2 separate regions of the Mus musculus genome follow, and region 2 is linked to region 1. A link is a contact called in public targeted proximity ligation data. All regions are on one chromosome and are shown on one strand. The core of a region is the stretch at or near the end of the contact, and the rest is flanking DNA. Distances in the headings are between cores, read along the strand shown. Region 1 has its middle 25 kb from the start of Gm36774. Region 2 has its middle 2.8 kb from the start of Mir3970.

Evidence for each region.
Region 2: a targeted proximity ligation map of bone marrow-derived macrophages shows a contact between it and region 1, with 5 times the contacts expected there. A contact is called at or near these places in 1 of 484 Hi-C or Micro-C datasets (nephron progenitors), 1 of 130 datasets of targeted methods (bone marrow-derived macrophages) and 1 of 9 other capture datasets (embryonic stem cells).

The regions. Positions count from the first base shown.
Region 1 is chr19:32,903,966-32,907,409 of GRCm38.p6, forward strand. No RefSeq gene overlaps it. Among named protein-coding and RNA genes, the nearest start is that of Gm36774, 25 kb to the right of the region's middle.
Region 2 is chr19:33,158,166-33,161,576 of GRCm38.p6, forward strand. It overlaps the pseudogene Rnls. Among named protein-coding and RNA genes, the nearest start is that of Mir3970, 2.8 kb to the left of the region's middle.

The DNA.
Region 1 (3,444 bases), core at 791-3,290:
TTTCTTAATTTATACCTAAGGAGGAGGAAGTGGGTGGAGGAATCACCTTGCTTCCAGTTAGGCTGTTGAAGCATGCAAACTATGCTTAAGTCAGGTTATGTCACCATCGATTTAAGACAGCAGTTGACTTGGAACCCTGACTAGGAGACATTTGAAAAACTTAAAACTTTAGTTCTAGAAGTATGCCATGATTAGATTTCACTACTTTGAAAATAACAGGGTTCAAGCCCCCCCCCCCACCCCACCCCACCCCACCCCACATGGTTTAATTGTTATTGAAGCAAAGCCAAAGCGGAACGGCCACTGCTCTGACTCTTCTCTGATTGGTAGGTCCCTAGTTATCCTTTGAAGGAGTGGAAATGCTCACTTCCAGAAAGCCTGCCCGTCTCGTTCACCTCTCGACTCCCAACACCAACACACTGAGCACACACAGCTCACCCCCATGGGTGAATCAGCATGGGTGAATGGGAGAAAATGCATCTTGGGAGGAGACACCTTGACATCTTTGGTCCCCTATGCTTTCCTGATGTGTCTCTCCTTCCCTGAAGACTGTAATGGCTTCATATGAAGACTTATTGGTTATTTAGAGAAGTGGAACTCAGGAGTCTGCTCCACCCCACAGGAGGGGGAAAAAAAAATCAAAGGAACTCATTACTAACTGAATTGCTGCTGTTTATCAGAGCGGTTAATTTAAAGCTAGGTGTCTAAAAATAAGACAAAGACAACATGAATGACTAAGTCAGTAACGGTGGCTGTGGCTTGAGACCGGCTGAGTCATTGCATTCTCTGTTTCTTTGAGAGGATAGTCTCCCCTTTCCACCACAGTGGCTCACGGCACACCCACTATTATCTGCAGATGCTTCTGAAATGATTATTGACAACACGGCTGCTCATGGCTCGACCAACAGAACCCTTTTGCAAACATCGTCAGCATCAAGTTTGAGGCTCTGTGCCTTTATTTCCGGGAAGGATCTCCCATATTGAATTATGACAGTGAGAGATATTAGTAAAGGCAAGAAGGGATAGTTCAGCATGAAACATAGAGCCAGACCTCTTAACCGATTTGATTGTGAACTGAACCCCCAAAGCAAAAGTGTTAAGAATTCCTGGGGGTTTGGAGATTCTGGGAAGGTCCTAGGTATTCATTTCTTTCTTTAATCCCTAAGCATTGACAGATGGCTTCTTAGGCCTACTGCTGAACCAGGCTGATTCAGAAGAGCGGGGAGGGAGACTTAACTGGGCTTCTCGCAGTTAAGGAAAAGACACCCCATACTTTCTCTGGCTGTGAGACTATAACAGAGAAAAAAGTAGGAAACCAATCCAGCTGCCTGCCCTTGGTTTTCACCAGGCACTTATTGGGGTTGGCTAGTGAGTGCTTTCTCCTTCCTCTCCCCGTGACAAGTGAGACCTGGCTGGGCTTAGTCCTGATTCCCTTTGGCTGCCAATCACCCAGCAGCTGCGATGCGGAGGTCATTCTTCCCTTTTCCAGGATTTCTGACAGAAGTGGAGCAGGACTTTTCTAGAGAACAGGATCACGCCAAGACCCAACTCTTCAGGTCAGGGCAGAGTCTGAAATTCCAGGTGGAATAAAGCTTTGGCCAACCACCACAGTCACCAAAATGACAGTTTACCTTAAGCAAATGCTGTCCTGTAGCAGGCCCTGGATAGGCGGGGCACCTCATCTGAGGTCCTCAGACAGCTTCATGAGCTGGGTTTTATAGTCTCCTTTTACTAACGAAGAAACTGAAGTTCCTAACATTGATTTTCTTCTAGGAGGAGGGTTACTGAGCATGCAAGGCATGGTGTGAGCAATGCTGGATACAATGGGAAACGAGATAAACACAGTCCTTCCTGTAGGCAGCTGGCATTCAGCTACTAATTGTGGCAGCGTCAAGACTGGAACCTTGGTTGGCTCGACTCTAAAGATTACTTAAATTCTATGTACAATTTCTTATAATCTAAGATACCTCCCGGGGGCATGCTGGAAAGTCAGCCTGCCCAGAGCAAACACTGAGTAGATAAGATATGAACTAGGTTGACCTTGTAATGTTAGACTGTTGTGAATGGTAAACTCACACGGCCGGGCACCCGGTCTATCTTTTGCCACACTCTCAACTATCTCTGAATAAGTCTGTGCCGGACAATAGAGAACTAGCAGTCACATTCTGGCTTTCCCTTTACCTGAGAATGGCTTCCCCAGCCTGGCTGCTAAAGCACAGTGTGGTAGGACAGAGGAAGTCTCTGTGCCTTTACATGTAATGGCTTTAATTCTTCTTCTTCTTTTTTTTCTTCTTCTCAATTTTCACACGCCCCTGCACTTCCTGCTCTTTCCTTTGCCTGGAAGCGGAAGTACTGAAGAGACAAACTGTTCTTATGGTTTTTAGACTCTGGCTGAAACCAGAAAGGCTCGGGTTTCAGAAAAGCAACCCTTTCTGGGTTCTTTGTCTAGGAGACAGGGCTGGATGCCGAGAACTTTGAGTTTCTACTCCTTTGGCTTGTCTGGACTCAGCAAGGCCAATTAAAAAATTGATCTTACCTGCAGCTTCATTGTTTAACACCAGACACCTCACTGACTTTCATTTCCCGTTTGTAACTGAATGGATGGGTCATTAACGGAGAGGCAGTAATGAGATTCAGTTCTTGATTATAGCTTGATCATACACTGATTTGCTCACTCGACAAATATTTATCAAACAACCTAATATATCCTTCATAAAGAACCCTTATGAACATTCCTAAAGAGACAGCACCTTGTAGGGGAAAAAAAATTAAGTATGCTTCATGATAGAAGAGGAAATTGCTCTGGTGTTTTGGGTGGGGGAGACAACCACTATTTCAATAGGATTGTTAGGAAGATCTGAAGGTGCTGAGGGAGGAAGCAAGCTATTGGATGCAAGGGAAGAGGGTTTTAGGTGGGGAAAAAAAAAACCAAATGCAAGTGTCCCGAGCCTTGAACCCCTAGCGTGCATAGAACAGCAGGGCAGCTAGTAGACTTGGAACACAGTCAGCAAGGGTCAGAGAGGAAGGAGACAGGCAGAGGGGAAATGGGGTCAGCTGTGCCCTGAAGACTTGAGAACAGAGGAAGTCTTTCAGGCTGTTTTGGGAGCGAGCTGGGGAGCCTCTGGAAGGTTTTGAGCTGAGAAGGAATATGCCCTGGTAGTTACTAACTGCATTGGCTATTTTTGCAGAAACAGAAGGGACCTCCAACTGACCTGCCTACACACGAGGAGCAAGGGACAATGGATGGATGCGAGATATGTTGGTGTCTCCTTCCCCTCCATGGCAAGGTATTGCTCTCATCTCAGTTGAGGCAGAGGGGCCTCTTCCAGTGTTAGTGACTGTCAGCCCAACCCGCAGCCTGAGGAGGACGTAGCAGGCATAGTTGTGGAAAGCTTGTACAGCGATCCTTCCCCAGGTTCAAGGAAAACATCTGTCCTTGGCCTT
Region 2 (3,411 bases), core at 691-3,190, 250 kb after region 1:
TTTTAATATTCAGTAGATACAATTTATCATTTCCTTTTTAAATAATTTGTGCTCTTTCTATTCTATCTAAAAATGCTCATGAAACCCAAGGTCATACTAATCTTCTCCTATGTTTTCAGTTAGAAATTTTATAGCTTAAGGCTGTCCATTTATGTTTCTGGTCCACTTCCAGCTCACCCATGAGGGGATATAACACGGGCTCTGAGTCTAAAGTGAAGTGTACCAGTTTCTGTTTCACTGTTTAGTAGTTATGTCACTAGAGGCACAGTTTGCATCAGAAACCAGAACATCCTCATTTAAAGCAGAGACAGTATTTCCTTCTGGATATCAGGACTGATGTGAGCATCAGATGGGAACAGTCCATGAGGAATGTCTAAGATCAGAGTACAAATGCTAACCATGACTACTCTAGCTGACATCAAGGAAGAAAGAATTCGATGACAATTTGTCACCATTGGGGAAAAGCTAGAACTCAAAAACCACCAGCAGTTAGACAGGCTCGAAAAGGACTAGCTTTTATGTAGGGTGTGTTTGAATTCTAAGTTTGCTTCCTAGAACCATAATTGTCCTGGAGTTTTGCAATCCTTAACTCACCTTTGCAATGGATGAGAATCTAAGGTCTCTTAGAGCCAGAAAGGAGGGGGTCAGTTATAAATAGATCTCTGTGACTTACACCAAGTAAGGGACTAAAAATGGGGAAGGGAGGGGAAAAGAAATGGAGGGTGGAAGCAGGGAGGGAGGAGGGAGGAAGAAAAGAGAGAGAATAAGCATTAGACTATCATGATACAAAGAAGTCCAGCCACAGATGACAGCAAGGGAAGGGTGGAGTAAGGAACTGGAGAACTGAAATGGAGCCTCTGTTGTAGTCTTCTGACTGTGGCAGTAGGTCAGAGGGCATAGCAGTAGCCCTCTCCAGGGACAGGGACAGAATAGTTCCTGTGATCTTGTCCCATACTCTAGCAACATCCTACTTTTCTGTGAAACAGAATTACTGACTGTTCCTCAAGTGCACGCTTAACTCTGGAAAAGTTTGTGCAGTTGTTGGAACACTGCTACTCTCATGGCCTTTTCCTGTCTAAGTTCAACATCTTGCAATATTCCGCTAAAATTCTGTTTTAAGAAGCTGTTTCTTATGGTTTCTTCTGCAAGTTGTCTCTGTATTTTCAAATAGCACTTTGCATATCTTTTGTGTCATACTGTACTTCAATGTGACTCTATGCAGAGTGGTTATTCTTTCTGATTGACTATATGGAAACTTGCTGAAGGATGACAGTGCCTCAGAATCCATTACAGTGACTAACACACAGTTAGACCTCAACAGATGTTGAATGAAAACATGGATTTATATTACCAATTTTCAATGTAGTATAATTAGATGTTATTAACTGAACTTGTTAGTTGTATAGCATAACACTGATATTTAGTCTAAATAGATCACATAGACATCATTTTCAAGAAATATTGCTGGAATAGGACCTACTTCTAGTGTGTCCATACCCATGTAACAGCACCTACCATCCAGTATTAATTCTGGGTTCAGATTAATATGCATACATGTAATATATGACTTTTGTTCTCATTAGACATTTAAACATTTCCTATGAAGTATTACCATTTAAAGTAATTTAGTAATTTTGAGTAAGTGTGATAATGGCTAAGGGCAGGGTGAGTCCCAGCAGTGTTGGAGAAAAAAATGACTTCATTAAATGTACATGTGTTCAAACATTTAATAGTTCATATATTATGGAATTTTGTGAAAAGAGGAGATATTTAACTGTATAAAGTTAAATTAAACTGTGACTGTACATTCCTAAATTAAGGATGAGATTTCTCAGAATGATATTTTAACATGCTTCATCAAAGGAACTGAAGTGAGTGGCCAGCTACATGGAAGATGACTCAGTGGAATGTTTGAAAATGACACTTGCCAGCCTTCCTGTTGTTGCTAGATTGACTCATGCCCTAGTTGATATCGTCTAGTATGCAAAAAATTCTATGAACAGATGATGTATAAGCAAGAGTGGTTTGTACCCATAATTTTATGCCAGGCAATGTTGGTTCAGGGCACAGACATGTTAAATAATCAAACACCAAAAAGTGTACAGGCTAGTTTCGGAGAGTAGCAAAAATCAGGGGAAGTTTCAAGCTTAAAAAGTGACAAGGTGACTAAGACAGAGGTCTACTGCTGTCACATGTCCTATTCTGATGCTGTTCAACAGTTCCTTGTAGGTGTCTTAGTCAGGGTTTCTATTCCTATACAAACATCATGACCAAGAAGCAAGTTGGAGAGGAAAGGGTTTATTCAGCTTACACTTCCATACTGCTGTTCATCACCAAAGGAAGTCAGGACTGGAACTCAAGCAGGTCAGGAAGCAGGAACTGATGCAGAGGCCATGGAGGGATGTTACTTACTGGCTTGCTTCCCCTGGATTTCTTAGCTTGCTTTCTTATAGAACCCAAGACTGCCATTCCAGGGATGGCACGATCCACAGTGGACCCTCTCCCACCCTTGATCACTAATTGAGAAAATACCTTAGAGCTGGATCTCATGGAGGCATTTCCTTAAGGAAGGCTCCTTTCTCTGTGATAACTCCAGCTTGTGTCAAGTTGACACACAAAACAAGTCAGTACATAGGCCCTGGTTAAGTGTCAAAGCCCCTGACACCAAATCAGTTCTGAAACATCCCAGTTTGGAACTACTTATATATATGAAACGAGAAGAGAGAAATTCTCAAAAGAGAAGAGAATTAAATAAATGAAAGGAAGAGGGGTTTGCTGAGAGGTAATGAAGAAGCACTGGCAGTGGCTACAGCTCTATAGCCCTCTGTGGCACCTCTTCCTGTCCTTACCACCATGGTCAGTGATGATGGAGAAGTTGCTTTGTGCAGTGTCTGCACTGCGTGTTTCATGGATTTCTCAGTGTTCATTTTTCATAACTCTATGGGGTAAGTTTTCCTATTGTTTTGCCTCAATGAAGACGCTGATGCTAAAAGTTGCAATCTCTTTGACCAATGTCATTCTGACTTCAGAGTTTTAAGACCATAACTGTAACACATTATTATAAATGTAGAAATCATAAAGCACAAGTGAAGAAGAAAAGCCACAATACACGTGATAAGATAATGAAGAGAATGTGATTTTATTATGGAGATAAACATGTAGTAAACATGTAGTATGATAAATAAAATTAACATTTATAGTTTAAAGCACTTATGCTAGAAAGCTACATATTTACAGCTGTGATGTGAGCTAGCCAGTGTCTTTCAGGGGTGATAGATTTAAATTGCTTTCAGAACTAGCTTATGAGTAACCTTAAACAAAGCTATAGATTTTATTTAAAAATTATTAAAATTATAAAGTTCTCAATCTACTTCATTAAAATGATCAAATGGCTTTTTTAAAGTATCAAAT